5 separate regions of the Mus musculus genome follow, and regions 1, 2, 3 and 4 are each linked to region 5. A link is a contact called in public HiCAR-type, HiChIP or PLAC-seq and promoter capture Hi-C data. All regions are on one chromosome and are shown on one strand. Each heading gives the region's core, a stretch centred on a gene start, on an enhancer-like site or on the middle of the called end of the contact. The rest is flanking DNA. Distances are from core to core; before and after follow the strand shown.

Region 1 (3,831 bases), core at 410-2,909, 530 kb after region 5:
GGAGATCAACACAGAAAAGAGAAGATGGAGAGAATGAAAAGAATCCTAATTAAAATCAAATTCAAAACTCTTCACTATCTTATTACCACTTTGGGTATTAGATTCTACTTAAAACTATTTACAGTGTCATAGGCACTGACTTCCCATATAGTTCACATTTTAACTTCTTTTTACCTTTAATTACTTTTATAATAAAAAATTTACATTTGGAAAAACCTTCAGTGTGATTCTAACTGGCATAGTTTTTAACCTTCCCTTAAGTATATATTGTAAAGGAGTAAGCTTTAGGCTAGTGAAAATAATACAAATAGCTGGAATCTATAGCCTAGATCGTTTTTAAACATATTGTAATTGGCATCCTAGATATTTAAAGATGCAAAATGAACCAAATAAAAATGACCTTAATCATGTCTAAAAGGTTCTGAAACATATTATAACCTAGTATTATACAAGTGAACTAATCCAAATTTATTTTCCCAACCATGTAGACACACTACATAGAGCACACCTACTTGTTCAAGTGGGACTGTCTAAAATACCTTAAGAATATCATGGCCTAAAATATGCCTTGTTTCCTCAGTAACTTATAACCCATCAGTTTCTTGCCTTCTCACTCTTAAATCTATGGGTAGCACGTGGCATACAAAAAAGAAGTCTGGTGCGATGGCACTATAATAATTTAGGATATGTGCCATACAAGCATACTGTTCAAATACTACCAATGTTCTTTGGTTAAAATCAAACTGAAATTTCTTATACATAAAAGAACGAAATAACTGGGTTTTTACAAAGTATTATACTTACTATTTCTTCCAAACCCTTCACATGGAAAGAGCCAAAGGTTTTCAACTTGGAAACAAATTTAAGGTGATATGCATCTCGCTAGCAGATCTAAAAAGATGCTGACTAGCTAGCACACTAGCAATCCCAGTATTGGGATTTCCTCTGCGGACGCAATTACCGGTCCTAGGTGAAGCAGGCAGGGAGGCAGATTGGCTTCTGCCCTCCGCAAGCTCACACTTCCGAGGACTACGGGCCGCATGCTGCCGTCGTCAAGGCAACGACCTCACTCGGTCCCCAGCCATAGGCAGTCTCCAGAGAGAGAGAAAGGGCCCGAGTCAGAATGCGTCTGCGACAGGCAAAGACACAAGCACCTGTCAAGGACAACAGCTGCAGAGAAACGAACTGAGGAAAACAGAGCACCGCCGGCCGAAAGCCCTCGGGTCGCTCAGCTCAGGGAAGCAGCACCTCGCCAAGTAGCCCTAGGCGAAGGCGTTGGCCACCCTAGCTGCAAGGGGCGGCTCTCACCCGCCTGGTCCCGCCCCGCCTACGGCGGAGCCTCCCTGATCCTGATTGGCTGAGGCCTGTCGTCAGGCGTTGTGATTGGCTCTGTGCCACCCCGCCCCGCCCCTTCACCTGGAGCTCGCAGGTTCGCTCAGCTGACGGCCTCGTCCCCACACCTACGGTCTTAAGTTTGTAGGGACCTTTCTGCCGGCGCCAGGAGACCTCTGCTCTCAGGGGACCGCAGGTTGCCCCAGTGGCCACGAGGAGAGCCAAGGTGACGGTTCGCTGGGACTGAGGAGACCATGAGATTTCCCAGCTTGCCCGCCCGCGGCGCGGCGGGGCGCTGCGGGGCGCGGGCCCCACCCGGGGAGGTTCCGCCCAGCCGCGATTCCTCGCTTCCTTTCGGTTCCGGGCGGTGGACCGGAAGAGCCTAGTAGTTTATTTAGCCGAAATTGGTGGGATGAGATCTGTTGACAGACCTGACAGGAAAAAGGACCCTGGGACGCCAGCCTGGTAGGGAAAGATTTGGGGTGGAGCCCAGAGAGGACCAGAAAGCAAGAAAGGTAGGTGCTGACTGCAAGCGGCGCAAGCTGGAGCTTAAAGCTTGCCTTCAGCTTGAAGACTAGATTAGCCACGACAGGGCAAGATCGGAAGACCATTACCAAGCATATGCTGACGTCGTACGAGAAGCCGGGAAATGCTTTATCCCTCCTTATTAAGGGACTGAGATTGTAAGGCCAAATAGTTTTACTTGTATTCACCTATAGCCACACAATTTGTACTCAACTAAATATGTTTTTTTTTTTAATAGCTCGATCCAGGAAAGTATCCTTGATAACAGACACGTATATGCCTAGCCAGCACCCAGGGGTTATTCTTGCATAGTAAGGTGTAAGAGCAATTGTTTTATAATTTTTCTTAGTTCGGTACTGCATTAATCTCCCGGTGCTCAGTTACCATCATTCACCAAACTGCTTAAAATCGAGTTCCCGAACCTACAATTTTGAGAACCACCTCTGGAAACAGGGTATGGGTTTTTGGTTTTTTTGTTTTGTTTTGTTTTGTTTTGTTTTTTTGGGGGGGGGTTGTTTTTGGATAACCCAAGATGTGAGTTATAATGTAGCAATGAGCTGTGACCAACTTGAAGATAATTCCCATCGCTTTACTCTAGATTGTAACAAACCCCATGAGGTTTAAATAGAAAAATATTTATGAGTGTTCTGCCTGCTTGTATGTCTGTGCACTGTGAGCGTGCTTGGTGCCCACAGAGGTAAAAGAGGGCGTCAAGACCCCCTGGAACTGGAGTTACAGTTGGTTTCTGATTGCCGTGGGTCCTCAGGAAGAGTGACAGGTGTGCTTGGCCACTGAGCCATCTCTCTAGACATTCATGTGAACTTTTATGTACAAACAGGTTTATTAGGGTGGGAACCTCATATTTTACTTTTTTCCAGTTTTACAAAAAATAAACAGTTGAGTAGCAAAATTAGTGGTATACATGGGAACTGAAAGGACAAAGGCTATAAAAATGGTGAACAGGTGTTGCTTGAGAAAATATTTAAAAGTTGGAAATAACTGTAAAGGAACTAGAGGGTAGTCAAGAAGTACAAGTTCCTTTGGGAAATAGGGTAGTTCAGTGATGGCATGCTTGCTTGGACTGCACAAAGCCCTGGGCCCCACATCCAACAATTTATACACTAAGGCATGATGGTTGTGGCACAGCCCTCTAATCTCAGCCCTCGGAGGTAGGGAGCAGGAGTGCCGCAAAGTCAGGTCTCTCTCAGCTACTGACCAAGCTCAAGACCTAGCCTCTGTGAGGCACCATGAAGAAGGGAAGGGGGAGGAAGATTATTCTGTCTGTCATCCGATTACTGAAGAGGAAGGAGATAGATGTTATGTAGAACAACTAGGATTGCTGTTTTCTTCTTGAACCATAAAATAACTGGCAGAGAAAAATGGTAGGGAAGGAGGCAGCATCAGTAATTCCTGAAATACTAAGTGTAAGGGTTTATTAGTCCAGAAGAATTCAAGGAGAGAAAACATGCACATTACCTAGCCTAAATCTTTAGTAAATTTCATTTTTCTATTAAACCATACTGGTCAGCCTGGCACGTAGTGAAAACTTTAGTCCCCAGCAAGCATATGTCTTGAGTTCAAGGCCAGCCTAGACTATACTGCAGGTTCCAAGCCAGCCAGAGCTATATATTGAGACCCTGCCCCAAACAAAACAACAAACATACTGGTCAGATTGAGGCTCAAGAAAATAGTAAGTTTAAACTCCTAAAGGTAGGTAGTTATGACAAGTTTCAATTCAATAGGAACAGAATAAAACGTTTAGTGTGCCAACTGAATCTGTGCACCATGAATCTACAGTGGAAATGGACCTTGTTTCATACAGGATGCCAAGTTCCAGGGCAAGAATGGAGAAAATGAGGAATATAATACCTGGTGATTAAACACAGGAGGTAAGGAATCAAGAATGGTGGAAAGGCCAGGCATGGTGGCGCACGCCTTTAATCCCAGCACTCGGGAGGCAGAGGCAGGCGGATT
Region 2 (4,167 bases), core at 923-3,422, 610 kb before region 5:
CATGAATAAAATGCCTCTTAGAAGCTCCAATTTCCACCGGCTTCAGTTCTGAAGAGGATGTATATTAATTTGGGAGGGCGGGGGGGGGGGGGAGGACAAAGCATACATATGTGTTAAATACACCACGTTCATTCTACAAATGTAAAGTCTTACTGGGAGTACAACACCCAGATGTTCTGCCACTTCACCGATTTTAAACATTAGGAAAGCCAAAGTTGAGCCATGAGATACAAACATTAAATAAATAAATAAATAAATAAATAAAACCCCACAATTCTCCTAAACCTAAGAATCACTTATCTCAGGAAACATCTAATTCTTTATAAATTTTACTAGTAATTGAGATGAGTATGTTCATTCAGATTTTGTAGTTTTAGTTGATAAACCAATTAAATTAGGTAAGAGACTCATCTAAATTCTTTTTTCCCCCTGAGACAGAGTTTCGTTATACAGCCCCCATCGCCTGGAGCTCACAGAGATCTGGGCGCCTCTATCTGCCGAGGGCTAGGGTTAAATGTGTTTGCCATCAATCCCTGCTCCAAATTATCTCCTAAGGGGTGGGGGTGGGGGGCAAAAACGAATAGGAAATTGTTTTGCTTTTCAAGAATTATTTGTGTTTGTGTGTGTGAGTGTGTGGCTTTAACTCTTAGGTGAGTCTTGTTTTAGTAATATGGAGGCAAAAACAAATTTTGTTTTTGTGTTTTTTTTTTTTTACCTTAGCATTTATACAGTGAGTTTTTAGAAACATTAACATTTATTCATCTGAACATTTTGAGACAGTTATTTGGGTGCATTTCAAAGATAAGAAGCTAGCACATTGGTCACAGGTGGGTGTCTATGTCCCAGTATCTAGTGGCACAGCATTTCCTCTCTGGCAGCTTTGAATATCCTCCTGCCTCTCACACGCTTCTCTGTAAAACGACCACATGGCTCTCAGAGAGCTGCACTCAGACCCACAACTATCTACAACTTGTGTTCTAGATGACCAAGAAATAAAACCCAGGGTGAGAAAAATGAGCTAGTGAAAGACAAAGGCTAGAACTGAGGGCTACAATAGTTTGTCACAATCAGTGAAAGCTCAATATGATCCTCTAGTGGAGAAATCAAATCACTGGGACAAGAATGGATGTATACAGTGTGTGTGTGGGGGGGGCTAGATTTGCCTCGATAACAAAGGGAGAGAGAGAGAGAGAGAGAGAGAGAGAGAGAGAGAGAGAGAGAGAGAGAGAGAGAGAGAGAGATTGAAATCTGGCATCTAAATATTTCACAGATACAGGTACACGTTTGTTGTGAAGCGGACATGTGAAGGGCGCTACCTCCTCTAGGTGTCAGCACTGACTGGCGAGTAGACTGTCCCCAGGAGAGCCCTTGCCTCCTGCAGCTGGAGACCGCCGAGAGACCACCAAGTCTCTGTTTCTTGAATTCATGAAAATCTCTTACAGCTGATGTGGTGCTCACCAGCACACTGGAAGAGCCTCGGAAGTTCCAGAATTTCACAGAGGAAGTTATATGAGATTACAACACTTTGTCCTAGGTTAAACATGAATTAAGCTTTTGACACATCTCCCCCCCCCCCCCCCACGGCCCCAAGTCGGGTAGAAGGATATGACACAAAATGTGATTTACTCGTGCTCAGTACACCGCAGGAACAATGCACTCTTGTGTACAGCCTGAGATGACTAAATTTCAACGGTGTACTTACGCAGACGTAAATAAATCTTCATCTAGTACTATCTATGAGTATGTAACTAATAGAGAAGCAATCCCCCATCCCCCGCGCGTTCACGCTTGAACACACACACACCTTAATTTCTTCAGTCCTAATGACTAAAGTTCCCCAAACTGTTAGGTCTCCACTGATGACATAGCTCAGTAACCACTGTCCTCTAGCAGGTGGTCACTTCAGCGCAGACATCACTTCCTTCCTTTTGAGGATTTGGGGAAGGACATCCCAGGGTCCCATAGTGGAAGGGCAGGGCAGTAGAATGAGGCAGGCAGCTCACGCGCGCGTGTCCCCAACCCACTCAGCTTAGGGGCGGGGCTCTGTGCTTCCTGATGAGGGGACCCTGAGCTCAGGGAATTTCCCTGGTCCCCGGGCTTTTCCAGACATCGTGCATAAAAGGAGCTCTCGGGACCTCAGAGCCCCAGACTGCGCCTCAGTGCCTCCAACAAGCTTCCTCGGGCACTCCAGACTCCAGCCACACTTCAGCCTAGCGCCATGGCCCCTCCCACCTGCCGGCTCCTCAGTGCTGCACTGGTCCTGCTGCTGCTGCTGGCCACCAACCACCAGGCTACAGGTGGGATTCGGATTCGAGGCTGATGTTTCTGGGGAAGCCTCAGGTGGGCGCAGCCATCCCCAGCCCTTCTGACCCAGTGTCTTCTCCTACAGGGGCTGTTGTGGCCAGTGAACTGCGCTGTCAATGCCTGAAGACCCTGCCAAGGGTTGACTTCAAGAACATCCAGAGCTTGAGTGTGACGCCCCCAGGACCCCACTGCGCCCAGACAGAAGTCATGTGAGTGTCTCCCTGGATAGCCTCTGCCATGGCCAGAGTTGCCCAGACCCTCCTGCCGCCCCATGCTCACCCTAAAGAAACCTCGTGCCTTATAATGATCCCCACATCTCTCTGCAGAGCCACTCTCAAGGGCGGTCAAAAAGTTTGCCTTGACCCTGAAGCCCCCCTGGTTCAGAAAATCATCCAAAAGATACTGAACAAGTGAGTCGCGATTTGTGCTTACACCTGACTGGCACCCGATTTCTGAAAATTATAGCAGGGAAAATCAAGGTTAACTTCAGTTCAGGAACCTGAATTATTATTTTCATTGTTAACTTTGTCCTGTGAGCATCAGTTTGAATTGATAGAAGGGTACGACTAGCTCCTTTCATCTACACACGTAAAAGTCCTTCCTTAATGGATGGTCGCTGTGTGTCCCTAAGAATTAAGTAGATAGAACCAACTAGCGCTGGTGTAAAGCCTGTTATCTATTAAGATTCAATACTTTACCCCTGCCCTTTCCATGTCTGTGGGCTGTAAAGTCTAACTCTTGGTTTTGGTCAAGGTGAGCCTCTAAGGCTTCCCGATGAAGAAGAGCTGGGGTTTCCAGTGAGAGGCTTGAAATTCAGGTGTAGGCTCTCGCTCTTATCCTGACTGAGTTCAGTGAAAAAGCAATAGGTATTGTTCTTGTTTACAACGTACGCGAAGTCATGCCTTGACATTTTTACTCTTAACATCATTTGGAAAGGTTCAAGCTGGTACAATTGTAACGCCAGCTCTACTATTCTAGTTTCAAAGCGCCCAGAGTGTTTATTGCTGGAAAGTCCAGCAATAGGTAGCAGGTCCCTTGTGGAGGCTAGAGATGGTTTCGTTTGGAGAGTAAACCAAGGTCCAGGATGAAGTCAAAAGAAGGGGGCTCTGCAACCCGCCTTTAAGATACCCACTAACAGCAACCATTTTCTCATCACAGAGGCAAGGCTAACTGACCTGGAAAGGAGGAGCCTGGGCTGCTGTCCCTCAACGGAAGAACCAAAGAGAAAGAAAAAAACAAACAGCACCCGGGAAGCCTGGATCGTACCTGATGTGCCTCGCTGTCTGAGAGTTCACTTATTTATTTATCTATGTATTTATTTATTTATTAATTCCATTGCCCAGATGTTGTTATGTTTATTTTGATATTTAAAGATATGCATTCGCTAATTCACTGTAATATCTTAAAAGGTCATTTTAATATGTTAAAGTTTATTTTAATAATGTTTAATGTGTTCAATTAAAGTTATTTAACTTATATAGTTGGAAGGTGATAAATTTTTAAACCTATTTATTCATTAGTTTCTGGGGAGAGGGTGAGTTGGGAACTAGCTACATCCCACCCACACAGTGAAAGAGACTGGGGATAAGGGGTGGGGGTGGGGACAAATAGATGCAGTCGGATGGCTTTCATGGAAGGAGTGTGCATGTTCACATCATTTTTTTGTAAGCACCGAGGAGAGTAGAACAGCTGTTATTTAGGTTTCAGTGTTTGTAAACTGTATGTACAACATTTTTGATGCTGGATTTCAATGTAATGTTGTGAGTAACCCTTGGACATTTTATGTCTTCCTCGTAAGGCACAGTGCCTTGCTTAGCAATTGTTTTGTCATGCCTTTTCGTGTCTTGAAGTGGACACATTTAT
Region 3 (4,129 bases), core at 336-2,835, 620 kb after region 5:
TCACCTATCCATCAAAATCACTCCATGATTAGTAAATACACTAGCAACTGATTTACAAATGGCCGGGTCATCAGATTTGGCTTATCAAGTTTGAATTCAGTGTCGGCGGCAAAGTGACAGCGCAAAGAATCTGCATCTTGATTTCAAGGTACTCTCTCCTGAGACGCTGAAGTGGAGGCTTAAGGAACTAGCAGGAATCTGCCCCACAAAGAGGGAAAGGGCATACTAAAGCAAGAGAAACATGTTGAGTATTTGAGGGACACTGGCGCTTCAACCCTAACAGGTGTGTCTGCCAAACTAAGGAGTTTGGATGTCATTATATAAACCGGGGAACCACTGGAGGATTCTAACAAGAGGACTGACATACTTCCTCTTGGGCTCACCCAAGGGTGTACTGTGGGAAGCCAGGGCTGGATGTAGACAAACTAGTTAGGAGCCTACTGCTGTAATCTCAGTGTGGAAGAATCTGAGAAATATTCCTGCACACCATACACTCAACATTGGACAGGTGAAGGAGGAAAGCCGGAGTCTTCGGATTCCTCCTTACAGACTAGGGGATTATTTGGGTAGAGGTACTACTGAGCACGCTAGGGCACACCGTGGAAGCATACTGATTTCTTTTTAGAGGGAGTCTGGGGGAGACATAGGTCTTAATCGTCACATCTGAGACCTATGGGGAATTGAAACCAAGAGAGGCATGAGTCAGTTGGTTTACTAGACTCCCTTTCAGAGTCAAGAAATTTGCAAAACCATGTGTACCTGGCAGCCTCATTTGGAAAGAACAAGTATAGCGATTTGGAAATATGACATTCTGCTTGCTAAAACCATTGAAAACGTAGAAATTAAGAATTAATTTTAAAAAGGGGGGCATTATGCTACCAAAATGACACAATGGAACAATTTATTTCCAACCTCTTATTAGAGATAAACGAAGGGGGTTACTTCTCACACTTGAAAATGAGCGGAGAACCTGGTGTTTAGATCAAGGAATTCTTTTTAGCGGGGCTGAGGAGCAAGAACTTAGAAACGCGCCCTCGAGTGGTAGTGGAATGAGGGGTCTCTAGCACCCCCTTTACCACCAAACAAAGCCCTGGGTAGAAATGCAATTTGCGAGGATCAAAAGGCCACCTCGCTCGTACCGCTTAACCGAAAGAACCATACGAATCTTCCAGGGGACAGGACACCCTTCTCCCCCTTACCTGTCACGCCGGCCAAAGGAAAATTTCACTTTCGACTCAACAAAAATAAACCCTCAGGTTTGACAGCTTGCAGTCCGTCCCGCTCTCGGCGACAAAACACCTACCAGCCGATGCTCCTAGTCTAATCAGAGCCTCGGGAGCCGACTGGGCAGGGCTGCGACCACGTGGGTGACCGCGGCCAGCAGCAGCAAGCAGCGCAAGGAGGAGGAGGGGGCGTGCCCAAGTGGTGGGAGGCCTGCTGGTAGGCGTGGCCTGTGGGGCCGGGCAGGTGGGCGTGGCCTGCGGCCCGGGGCTCCCTCCTCTCCCCTTTTGCCTTCGCCCTTCGAGCCGCCACGTAACGCCACGTCCCCGCGCATGCGCACCGCGGCTGGTGTCCGCGGCTGTTTCCGGGCTCGGGGGGCCGGAGAGGCTGCTGAGTAGGAGGCGGCGGTGGCGGAGGCCGGGGAGTGCGGAGAGCCGGCTCGGGGGCTAGGCCCTACGGGGGGCGGGGGGCGGTCGTGTTTTCTTTGGCAGAGGGGCTGGTGAAGCCGGCGGCTGAGCGACAAGATGAATTTCCTCCGTGGGGTGATGGGGGGTCAGAGTGCCGGACCCCAGCACACTGAAGCCGAGACGGTGAGCGCAGCGTCGCCGGGCCGGGCTGGGGCCGGGCTGGGTGGGTGAGATCGGGGCGTCTACGCCGCTCCCGTCGCCTGCCTTCTTTCCTTCCCCCTGCTCGGACGCGCGAGCTCCCCACGCGGCGGTGCAGCCCGGGCCGTGGTGACAGGAGGGCTTCGGGGACCCGGCACGGCGACGGACCGCGCGGCCCCTCCCTCCTTCCCTTTAACCTGTCGGCCGGCCAGCCTCGGTGCCGGCTGAAACCCGGCTCTACGGGGCTGGAAGGAAGTTAAGACCCAGCTGTTGGCGAAGGCTTGTGGCTAAGAATAAAACGATATTCTTGGGGCACAATGCCACCTGTTCCTGCCCCATCAGCTGTAAGAATGGGCGTTTGCCTAGGGTTGGTGGTTCAGACCCTACTTTTCAGGTTCACCCAAATGTGTCATGGGGCAATACTTACTCCTCTTGCACGCTGTAGTGATCTGCGCGCTAACCACTCTAGGGACTCTTCTGCTCTATTGGTGACATGATTTGTTAATGTTTTTCTTTTTTAATTATTAAGACATGGAAAACCGGCATTTGATTTTATGTTTAGGATACACTTCCTGGGAAGTTTGCAGAGCCAATTGGAAACTGCTGTGGATGGCTTACCTGAGAAAAATGAATTTAGATATACAGAAAAAAAAAAAAACCGCGTGTGACATTTTAAAGACAAACTTTGGGTAGTTGTCATAGCTCTGTTTTGTGGATTCAGAAGGGTCATAAAATAGGACCTGCAAGATAGGATGGAGTCTTTACTAATGAAGAGAGAATTAAAGTAACTTGACCAGAATCTTGGAGCTAGAATTTACTACGGGGGAAACTAAGAAACTAAGCTTTCTGCTAAGCTTAGACTTGATTGCTGATCCCGGGTTTCAGTTGTTAGCTGGCCCTTTTGGAAATAAGATTACCCACATTAATTAAGTTAGGATTACGTTAACTAACGAATGTAGTGTACTAATGTAGTTAGTGTAGTTTACGCATGTAGTTAGTACTGAGGGAGATGGAGGAGGCCTAGGACTGAATCCAGGGCCTGATTACATGGAGGGCAAGCATTCTGCCACTGAGCCAGACTTCCCACCAGGTTACAACGGAGCTGAAGGCTGTCACATGTGTTGTTTTTGAAAATCAGATCTCCTCTTCCCCCAATACCTGGCTTCCCTTGTTCCTCCCCACATGGCAACAAGGCTGCTGTTATTGGAAAGCCAGGGACTTTAGCTCACCACAGTCACAGCCCATCTCTTTAACCTTTCTGTGTTTTGTCTGATGTTTGTCTGTCAGAGACACACAAATTAAGAGCTGGCTTTGAAATGAGACCTTGATTTGAATCCAGGCTTCCAGGCTTGGTTGACTTGGACAGATCTGGGAAGGCTAATGCTTTCTAAGTAAAAAGTGCTGGCTCCTGTGGCTGTAATGAGTCTTTAAAGTTGAGAAACATGAAAGTGCAGCCCTTAGTAGATGCTCAGGAAAGGATGGACTTGACTCTAGTAGGTTAGGCTGAGATGATCCTTCGGCCTTGTCACAGTGACCTCTGTGGAAGAGGTGATGCGTTCTTCAGCGTTAGAGGAATTTGAAGCTGAGGCTCCTGGAGCAGCGAGAGGTCAAGCCTCCTCACTCTCCGCTCAGCAAAGTGACTTGTGCAGTTGGTACTGCGGAGCTGGAGCTGGGATGCTTGGTTCAGTGTGCATGGATCAGTATCATAGTTTTACATCATGACTTTATACTGATGCCCAGTGTCACCGTGGTGAACATGTAAAGAGAGACGAGAGGGATGCCCTTTTACTTCACTGGCTCTGAGAACTGAATCAGTAGTCTGTCTTTTGAGGACCGAGGTCACTGAGTTACTGTATGATCAAAGTTAGTTCTGAGTCTGTCGGGAAGTCCAGCAGGGCTCACGGGCCACTAGTTGACATGGATTTATAGAGCCTCAGTGGAGTGCATGGTGTACTATTAGGTGCTTTAATTGTCCATATTTGATTTGGCCTACGTGCTTGACTAGCCAAGGCTTTGAGCATCTACTATATAATCATCCACGACCTAGGTTCTTTTTTTTTTTTTTTTTTTTTTTTTTGCTTTATGGAAAATTTATTGCAACTCTCCAACACAGAATTATTTTTTCTTTTCAACATCTTGCTCTGCAGCTTCCTTCGCCCTTTTTGCTCGGATGCCAAAGAGTCGGGCATTGGCACGGGCCATTCGGAGACTGGCAAAAGCCTTAAAGTTCTTTTCTTCTTCTGTGATAACTCTGGCCTTTTCCTTTTTGTACACATTCCGGATGGGCATCACAGGTCCTGTCA
Region 4 (4,095 bases), core at 763-3,262, 570 kb after region 5:
AGGCTTGCTTCCCCCATCGCTAATTCTAGTTTTGTGTGCTTTGTTTGAGTCTAGGTCTTCTGTGTAGCCCTGGCTGTCCCAGAACTCTCTGTAGTCTACAGATCTGCCTGCCTCTGCCTCCTGAGTGCTGACATTAAATCGTGCATCCATGCCCGCCAATATTTTGATTCTGAATTCTCAATAACCTAAACCATCACAATAAACCAAGCCACTGGGAAACACACTTTGAAGCCGTTCTCACAATCAATTTGTCAGAACAAAACAATTTTCATACACTGAGATTAGATAGTGCATATGTCCGAAAACGGTAACGAAGGGACAATATATAATTCAGTCGTCCTAAGGTCCAAACTGACCGAACTCCCCCTCCCCCATTTTTTTGAGTCAGTATCTCACTGAGTAGCCCTGGCTGTCCTGTGGAAGTATGTAGACCAGGCTGGCCTCGAACTCAAAAGACCACCTGCCTCTAACTCCAGAGTGGTGGGACACTGGGTCCAAACCTAAAGACCATAAAGGGATCACTGAATTTCGCTAAATCAAGTGTTTACTCAAAGTTTGGTTCACATGCCTAGGGCTACAATAACTGCCAAATATGGAATTGGGACAAGAAATTACTATCCTCACTTAGAATTAGTGCATCCTTTTAAACTGCAGCTAATGGTTCCCCTGCCTAGGTACTTGGAACAAGCGAGGTATAGTGTCTAGAATCTAAAAACCAGAAACCTTAAGCTAATCAACTGCACAACAATCACACCCGGAGAGAAGGGGGCAATTTTCCTTGATTCAGATTTGCTGCACGTGTTTTGTTTTTAAGAAGCAAAAGGCATCTCCTCAATGTTTTTTGTGCTTTGGTTTAAAACTAGTTATATCTTGGGAGTAGAAATTGTGAACACGACCCTACAGCCCCCCCCCCCCCCCAAAGCACCACAGGGGTACCTAAATAAATCTGCCCTTAGAGACGCAGGAAAACCTCAATCAGACTCCACTAACGAAATCCACACCATTTAGGGAAACTTACGTTCTTCTCCCCTTGTCCTACCCCAAAGAATAGCAGGGGGAGAAAAGCCCATTCCCAAAGCACTGAAACGTCCTTTTTATTCCTGGGTAACAGGAGAGATTGTCTGCAGAAAAAGGACGTAGGAGACGCACGTTACAGTCCCAGTATCCGAACACGTTCGGGATAATCCGGGGAGGGCGGGGGGAAACGCCGAGCACCCGGCAAGTGGAGCGGCGGCCACCTTCAACCCCGGATTCAGTTTCCGGGCACAGAAATGGTGCCCGGAGGCCGCTACTTTCGCATCTGCGTTGCTTCTGCCTCCGCCGACACGGCCTCCTTCCCCTCCCCCACGGGCGGGGCGACGACCGGGAACTAGGGCCGCCGGCGAGCGGAGGAACCAGGCGGGTGGGCTTCCTACCCTGAAACCGCCTCTGCAGGAGCCCACTGCCCCGCTTCGCGGCTTGGCGCCCGTTGGCGCGCTCTGGGAGCTGGCGGCGGACAGGGTACCCCCGGGCTGCTTCATCCTAGCAATCCCCAGCCCCACCTGTGCCCTCCTCTGCACCACGCGCGCAGGTCATCCTCCTCCCCACGCAGCCTTCCGCTCACCTTGCAGGAAAGGCTCGGCTCTGCACGCACGCACGCACTCTTGCTGGCGTAGGCAGCCGGCGAGAACAATGTTTCCGCCGCACCAACCCCGACACCAAGCGCACACACCGGACGGTTGCCGCGAGCCGCGGAGCGGAGGGAAATGTCCCCTGCCGACCACCACACCGACCGCCCCTCTCGGCCCCCGTACACACCTCCAACCAACAGCGGCGGCGGGCACGTCGCGCGGAGGTCAGTAGTGTCGCGGGATCGGCCGCAGCAGATTCTCCTCCCTCGAAGCAACCCGAGGCTTCGGAATCCGGAGAGCCGCGAGCTCGGGGCCCCTCACAGCCACCTCTTCCCGAGAGCCTAGAGCTGCAACGAGCTCCAAGAACACGGACGTCCCGCCCCCTTTGCCGCCGCCCCCTCTTATTGTTTTACCCCTGCGGAAAGGGCTAGGGAACCCCCCAGCACAGCGCCAGCCAATCAGGCATCAGTTTGGAGAGCTAGACCCAACCTTCTCGCGTCCCACTGCGGAGCACGCGCAGAACGGCGCCGCGCTCGCTCGCTCGCTCGCTCGGGCGTCCGGAAAGCCAGGGAACCGGAACCGGCCTAAAGTCGGGGCGAGAGCCCGCTGATTTGACGTCACAAGGAAGCTGCCTTTCTCTTGCAGTGATGCTGAAGCCTCCCTGTCCTCTCAGGTGGCGCGAACAAAAAAGATGGCTCGCCGCTAACCAGTGGCTTTTACAAACGGTTATTCCTGGAGCCTTTATTCGTGATAAGAGGGAGCAAATTTAGTAATGGTCCTGGTTGCTGCGTTATCGGAGCATTAAAATGCAGTTTTGAACTCTGCACAGTGAGCTCACCTGTATTGCTTAATTAGCCTGTTTTAGGAAATGGAGGTTTAAAAGTCTTTCTCATCAATGTCAAACAGCTAGTTTTAAATAAGGGTGCCGAGCTATGGAGTATGGGGAAAGTATGACATAGGCTGTATGGGCTTGGGGCTTTTGTATGGCCTTGGTGGCTTCATCCTTAAATGGAACTTACTGGAACAAAGGCTGAAAGGCTTAAAATTTAAAAAAGAAAAAAAAAGCCACTTATAAATCTATGCCACTGGGACTTAGTTATGGAAACAACACTGCTTCATGAACCTTGATTCATGGGGAAAAAAAAGCCTTTGTAGACCAAATGTTACTTTGCCACTAATAGCAATGTTTTCAATTTCAAGATAGCAGAAGAAACTGGGAATGAAGCTATGAAACGGTGAAAGGAACGGAAGGGCAATTGAGAGGAATAGAACACATTTTAATCAAGCAAAATGCAGGATTAAATACATCCTCAGTTTTCCCTCACAGTAGAGATTTCCTAGAAGAAGAAAAAAAAAAGGTTCACAAAAGGCAATGCTGATTGGTACTTGAGCCTCCAAAATCTACACTGGCATTATTTTGGATTGCTTAATAATTTTTATATGCAAAATATATAGGCAGACCATCATTTATTAAATGACTCTGAGATGGTTTTTCTTAATGCATTACTTCTGCAGATTACCTTTTAAGTACAGTGTTTATAGACCAGATACGCTACTGGTATTTTATAAAAGTCACTTATGTCTCACAAAAACCCACTTACGTAATTACCTATTTGAATGCACACTTTACAGATGAGGAAAGTGAGACTTACGAGACGGTTTACCCTAAGGACACGCTCGTATTACTCATCTCAGCCAGGCTCGGGGCTACATACCTCTAATCCCAGCACCTGGGAAGCAGAGGCAGGAAGATCACAAGGTCTAGGCTGACCTGGTCTACGAAGCAGATTCTAAGTCAGCCAGGGGTACATAAGGAGACTCTCTCGATAATACTCAAACAAACAAGGACTACTCATGTTAACACAAGCACTCTGCATCCATACCCCACACCCCTAATTGTAAACGACAGAATGCTGCTACTATTGACTGCTAAAATTTCAACTGTTTCCAATCACATCGAATGCTTCTGGTTTGTTTTGGATATTTCAAGACCAAGTTTCTCAGTGTGGCTCTGGCTATCTTGGAAGTCACTCTGTAGACCAGACGGGTCATGTGTGATACCATGCTGGGCTCCATGCAGTGTTTTTGTAAGTATTCTTCATCCTGTAACCTGAGATAAGGTGTGTCTCCAGGCCTTGCTGTGCATGGGATCAGATCGGGGTTTGTTAAAACTCCCCTCAGCGTTTGTGATTCTGCAGATGTGTGCTGAGGGCTGAGAACAGGCACATCCCACAAGTACCAAGGGATCATAGAGCTGCTCTGGGAAACCATTCTACCACCCCTAAGACAGAGGGCAGCAAATGTCACTGAAGGAACAGCAAGTATCTTCTTCAATCTCCTCCTTTTATAATCCTTCAAAGCATAAGAATAATTCTAAGCTTAGCCCCAGGACTAACAAAAGCAGGCCTCAGGCAATCCCTGCCACTAAGACATACCAATTAATGTTACTTGTTTAAAAAAAAAAAGAGAGACTCAATTTTAGTAA
Region 5 (4,152 bases), core at 1,192-3,691:
ATTTTTCTGTAATGTCATCTTCAAAAACCTTTAGATCTGCCAGAGTCACTAACTTAAATCAGTTTGTATAAAGAGACCAGTGACCTTAGATGAAATGCTTGACAGTGGGGAGAGAGAACTTGTAGAGCCCACCTCCAACAGAAAGACTGGCCATCAAGTAAAGAATGGAATTGCTATCCCACAGTCAAAACTCTGACCCATAATTGTTTCTGTCTGAAAGAACTGCAGGGATGGAAATGGAGAGGAGCCTGAGGAAAAGAAGGTCCATTGACAGGCCTAAAATGGGATCCAGCTCAGGGGGAGGTCCCAAGGCCTGGCACTACTAAGACTATGGAGTGCTCACAAAAAGGGACCTATTATGAGTGCCCTCTGAAAGGCGCACCAAGCAGCTAAAAGAGTCAGATGCAGATATTTGCATCCAACCAATGGACAGAAGCTGCTGACCCCTATGGTTGAATTAGGGAAAGCCTGGAAGAAGTTGAGAAGGAGGGCGACCCTGTAGGAAGACCAGCAGTCTCAACTAACCTGGACCCCTGAGATCTCTCAGACACTGGACCACCAACTAGGCAGCATACATGAGCTGATATGAGGGACCCAACATGTATACAGCAGAGGACTGTATGCACCTAACTCTCAAGAGACTGGAGGCCCCAGGGAGTTTAGAGATCTGGTGGAGGGGAGGGGGAGGTGGTGACATCCTCCTGGAGACAGGGGGATGGGGAGGAGGTATGGGATGGGGCACAGTCAGAGGGTGGGCTGGGAGGGGAATAAAAAAAATTAAATAAACTTTTTTTTTAAAAATTAAAAAGAAGAGCACCAGCCTTAAAGAGTGTCACTACCAAGCTCTATCCATGTGTGGTTGCAGACTCTGTGACAAGCAAAGCCCAGATGTCCACAAGCTTCCTAATCACACAGGTTGGCTAGACACGGGAAGGACATGAGGCCAGAAGGCTTCCGGGAATGTGTTTAAGACTCTGCGTCTGCCAGTTCTTCTAACCAGGGAAGCAGGAGAGGCAGTTCAGCTTTTGCTTGCAGTATCGTTTGCTTCCTATACCGACAGGAATCAGTACATGTATAGAGAAGAAGGACAATTATGAGCCCAGTGTAGTCTATTGCGAAAGTACTGCCAAGATCTGGGAGTGGTGCTGGCGAGGTGAGGCTGAGAATTGGCCTGGCTGCTGCTAAAGTGATGAACCCAGGCTGAGAGAGAGCGGGTCCTGTTACAAGATGGAAGACGACACACCAAACGACAGGAAAACAGTTCTGCAGAGCTGCTGAGGGCACCAAATGTTCCAATGCCTTAGGAAGGGTCCCTTTTCTCTTACAACTGTCAGCTCTAGTGACCAGGGGCCACCAGGTTCAGACTGCACCAAGCTGAAGGATGTGGCATGCAGCCCGTATGAGGACTATGAATGTCTGAGGTGCAGGGGGCGCAAAAAGAATGAAATGAAAGGCCAGGTCTGACTCCACTTTGGAGAAGCCCTGATCTTTGGGGAGGCATTCAATATGGAGAAGGAGCCCCCGGTGAAAAAGATCTGATTACCCTTCCCTAACTATAAGGCCTGGGCAAGCACTTAAACTTAAAGTTACTTCCTACCCAGAAAATGAGGATACTTGCCTGTATGAGGATACTACGGGAAGTAAATGACTTGGGTAGTATGTGAATGTACATTGTCCAACACATAGCCTATTGCCATTTCTCAGAAATTATTGTTATCTGTTATTATTGTTTATTAGCACTAATTATTATTACATAAAACTTATTTTATTATTATTATTACATTGTTTTCATAGGCCTGATGTACAAACAATTCTTACAAACTATATGAACATGACACATTCCTTAATTTCTAATGCCTTTGATTTCTTACCTGGGAAATAGTAAGGTTTATGTCTCTGGGTTAGTAGAAGGAACTTTAGCATAGTAACTAATCAGACGGCTGGTTCAGTTATCTGGGGATCATATATATCACCTGATAGTGGTATTTCTTCTGGCTAGGAAGTTGAATAGGCACCAGGAAGTGCGGTGAGAGTTTAATGTACACAGAAGGCTGTTTGCAGAAATGAAGGGAAAAGGTCTTCATCCCATACTTGGAAAGAAATGTGTTGATTCTCTGAGGTGACCTCGAGGTCGCCTCTCTAAGGGTAAGGAGTTTTCATAAGCGACCTAACGGCAGGGACCCACTCACACTTTGTTTTGCCTTAGCTTCCAGGACAGTGCAAAGCTCCCTGAGCTGTGGCTGAATCCACTAAAAGCTCAAGTCTAGCTCCCGCTGTCCAGCAGAGGCCGCTCTGGGCCGGGACTCCTGGGACCTGTGCGCCAGGAGAGAGAAGGCCAGGGGGTGGCCCTGTCCTCGCAGGAGGGCCGGGTGGGAGGGGTTTGGCGACGGCGCAGGCGGGCCCTGGGCTCAGGCAGCTGGGATGGAGCAGAAGTGCGCCTGGCGCCGCAGGGCACACAGCTGACTCTCCGCGCCACCTCCACTTCGCCTTGCGCCGCCAGACACCGAAGCTGCCTGGACTCGTCGCGCCTGGCGTCCCCGCTCCTCCCGTAGCCCACCCGGTCCGAAGAGGAGCTGCCGGTGCCCCGAAGCACTTGGTCAGACCCAGGAAACTCTTCTCTAGTCGCATCCAGCTCGGTACCGAGCACCAGAGTAATATGGTCTGCAAGGTGCTCATCGCCCTCTGCATCTTCACCGCAGGTACTTGGCGCGGTCCTAGGAAGAGCGGGGCATGGGGGAGGCAGCACAGGGTCCGGCTGATGGGAAGAGGGGCGACACCAAGAAATAAGCCACCACTGGAGGGTGGTAGGTCTGCAGGGGTGTGCGCACTTAGATTTGAGGTGTGCGGTTTTGGCAGTCCTGGAAGGGAGGGACGTCTGGGTCTTTGCTGTGGCATCCTGGGCCCCCCACAAATTCGTTCTCTGTGAAACAGGTGGCCGGCTAGCTGGCGCCTTAGAACACAGAATTCCGCACGGAGAGGAAAGGTTTCTGTGGTTTCTCCTTTGCTGGGGTCTCCGGGGAGCACCTGCTACAGCCCCAGACATCACTTCTTGCCAGTGGTTTGTCCGGACGTGGGATACAGAGGCCAGGCAGGGGTCCGACAAAGCTGCTGCTAGGAGGGCTTCATCATGGAGTGCGCTCAACCCGACTGGTTAGCGCTCTGGGACTTAGAGGTCTCTGGAACTCCGGGCGTCCCTTTTACTTAGGCTCAGGGATGATGCGGCACAAACAAGTCACAGGGGCAGCGGCCCAGGTTAGGGTCAAGCTTATGATCATTGTTTGAAGATTGCAGGTCTACTGTGGCCAAGAGCCTTCCAAAACTGTGGCCCTCTGTATGAAACTAGTAACTTGGGTAAAAGTAGGATACACACCCCCTTTTGCCCCATCCGGGTCTGTCTATCTATCTCACCCGGGTCTAGGGACTACTTGCAACCACGACCTTGGGCATTCAAGCCAAGCCGACCCGCGGGCTGCAGAGATGAAACCAGGCACCACCTTCTGGAGTTGGGTACCTAGGTTTTTGTCCAGGAAGAACGTAGCCCAATAAGGACTATGGATTCGGGACTATACTCGGGGTCTGAGGGTGGGCGGGGGAGAGTAACCCAAGAGAGTAGTCCGGTCTGTTTATCCAAGAATGCCCCGAAGCCTCCTAGTACAAGCTGATTGGAGATTCAAGCTTTAGTCCGTGTGTTTCCCCTCTTGAATTGCCTGGGTTCCTGTAAATGTGCCTCCCCACCCCCACTCAAGGAAAGTCACAACTCCTTGAAAAGAAGCTAGAAGCTTCCCTGGGGCTCTCAGAGGATAAGACAGTTTATGGGAAAGTTTCCCAGCTGAGCCAATAGCCTGATGGTGTTTTCCCTACATGCTAATGTCTGAGAGAACCTTTCTGCTCCGGGATCTGCAAGGTCTGGAGACCTGCCTGCGGATCTTTCTGGAACATTCGGCTTCCGTGGCGCAGCCCTCTTGAGAGAGGAGCCCTTAGATATGAAAGTGCAATAGCCTTCTCAGCTGGATTGCTGCCAAAGGTAGTTCCCTGGTCCTCAAAGGATAGATGTTTACAAACGGATGCGGAAGGGAACCCATTCAGGAAGCCTAGAAAACATGCACTTGGCTAATGGATAGATTTTGTTTGCTGAATTGATTTTGCCCCTTT

The links. Promoter capture Hi-C pulls out the DNA fragments that hold promoters and counts their contacts. HiCAR-type assays count read pairs that join an accessible place to other places. HiChIP or PLAC-seq counts read pairs in DNA pulled down with a chosen protein or histone mark.
Region 1: a contact with region 5 is called in a FOXA1 HiChIP or PLAC-seq map of pancreatic cancer cells. The contact joins the promoter of Cdkl2 here to the promoter of Parm1 in region 5. A contact is called at or near these places in 21 of 39 promoter capture datasets (the 3T3-L1 cell line, 3T3-L1-derived adipocytes, the HPC-7 cell line and 13 more), 6 of 484 Hi-C or Micro-C datasets (Sertoli cells, embryonic fibroblasts, embryonic stem cells and 2 more), 11 of 115 datasets of contacts at active chromatin or transcription factors (astrocytes, bone marrow-derived macrophages, cardiomyocytes and 6 more) and 2 of 9 other capture datasets (embryonic stem cells and pancreatic islet).
Region 2: a contact with region 5 is called in a promoter capture Hi-C map of liver, with 2.2 times the contacts expected there. The contact joins the promoter of Cxcl2 here to the promoter of Parm1 in region 5. A contact is called at or near these places in 2 of 39 promoter capture datasets (both in liver) and 1 of 9 other capture datasets (liver).
Region 3: a contact with region 5 is called in a HiCAR-type map of astrocytes, with 4 times the contacts expected there. The contact joins the promoter of Uso1 here to the promoter of Parm1 in region 5. A contact is called at or near these places in 11 of 39 promoter capture datasets (the 3T3-L1 cell line, cranial neural crest, frontonasal cranial neural crest and 6 more), 5 of 484 Hi-C or Micro-C datasets (embryonic stem cells, liver, muscle stem cells and 1 more) and 5 of 115 datasets of contacts at active chromatin or transcription factors (astrocytes, embryonic basal ganglia, embryonic limb bud and 2 more).
Region 4: a HiCAR-type map of astrocytes shows a contact between it and region 5, with 5 times the contacts expected there. The contact joins the promoter of G3bp2 here to the promoter of Parm1 in region 5. A contact is called at or near these places in 20 of 39 promoter capture datasets (the 3T3-L1 cell line, 3T3-L1-derived adipocytes, the HPC-7 cell line and 13 more), 4 of 115 datasets of contacts at active chromatin or transcription factors (astrocytes, embryonic midbrain, kidney and 1 more) and 1 of 9 other capture datasets (pancreatic islet).

Annotation. Positions count from the first base shown.
Region 1 is chr5:92,041,383-92,045,213 of GRCm38.p6, forward strand. Cdkl2 (cyclin-dependent kinase-like 2 (CDC2-related kinase)) reads right to left here and starts at 1,660. Exons shown (of 14, transcript NM_016912.2): 1 at 1,417-1,660.
Region 2 is chr5:90,901,727-90,905,893 of GRCm38.p6, forward strand. Cxcl2 (chemokine (C-X-C motif) ligand 2) reads left to right here and starts at 2,173. Exons shown (of 4, transcript NM_009140.2): 1 at 2,173-2,297; 2 at 2,390-2,513; 3 at 2,631-2,714; 4 at 3,463-4,167. The coding sequence starts at 2,219. The coding sequence ends at 3,478.
Region 3 is chr5:92,136,353-92,140,481 of GRCm38.p6, forward strand. Uso1 (USO1 vesicle docking factor) reads left to right here and starts at 1,586. Exons shown (of 24, transcript NM_019490.1): 1 at 1,586-1,811. The coding sequence starts at 1,746. It also overlaps a transcript of G3bp2 not described here and the pseudogene Gm15710.
Region 4 is chr5:92,081,732-92,085,826 of GRCm38.p6, forward strand. It overlaps G3bp2 (GTPase activating protein (SH3 domain) binding protein 2), which reads right to left and starts at 2,013. Exons shown (of 11, transcript NM_001080795.2): 1 at 1,798-2,013. It overlaps Gm46933, which reads left to right. Exons shown (of 2, transcript XM_017321256.1): 2 at 1,141-2,434. The coding sequence ends at 1,842.
Region 5 is chr5:91,515,259-91,519,410 of GRCm38.p6, forward strand. It overlaps Parm1 (prostate androgen-regulated mucin-like protein 1), which reads left to right and starts at 2,442. Exons shown (of 4, transcript NM_145562.2): 1 at 2,442-2,699. The coding sequence starts at 2,657.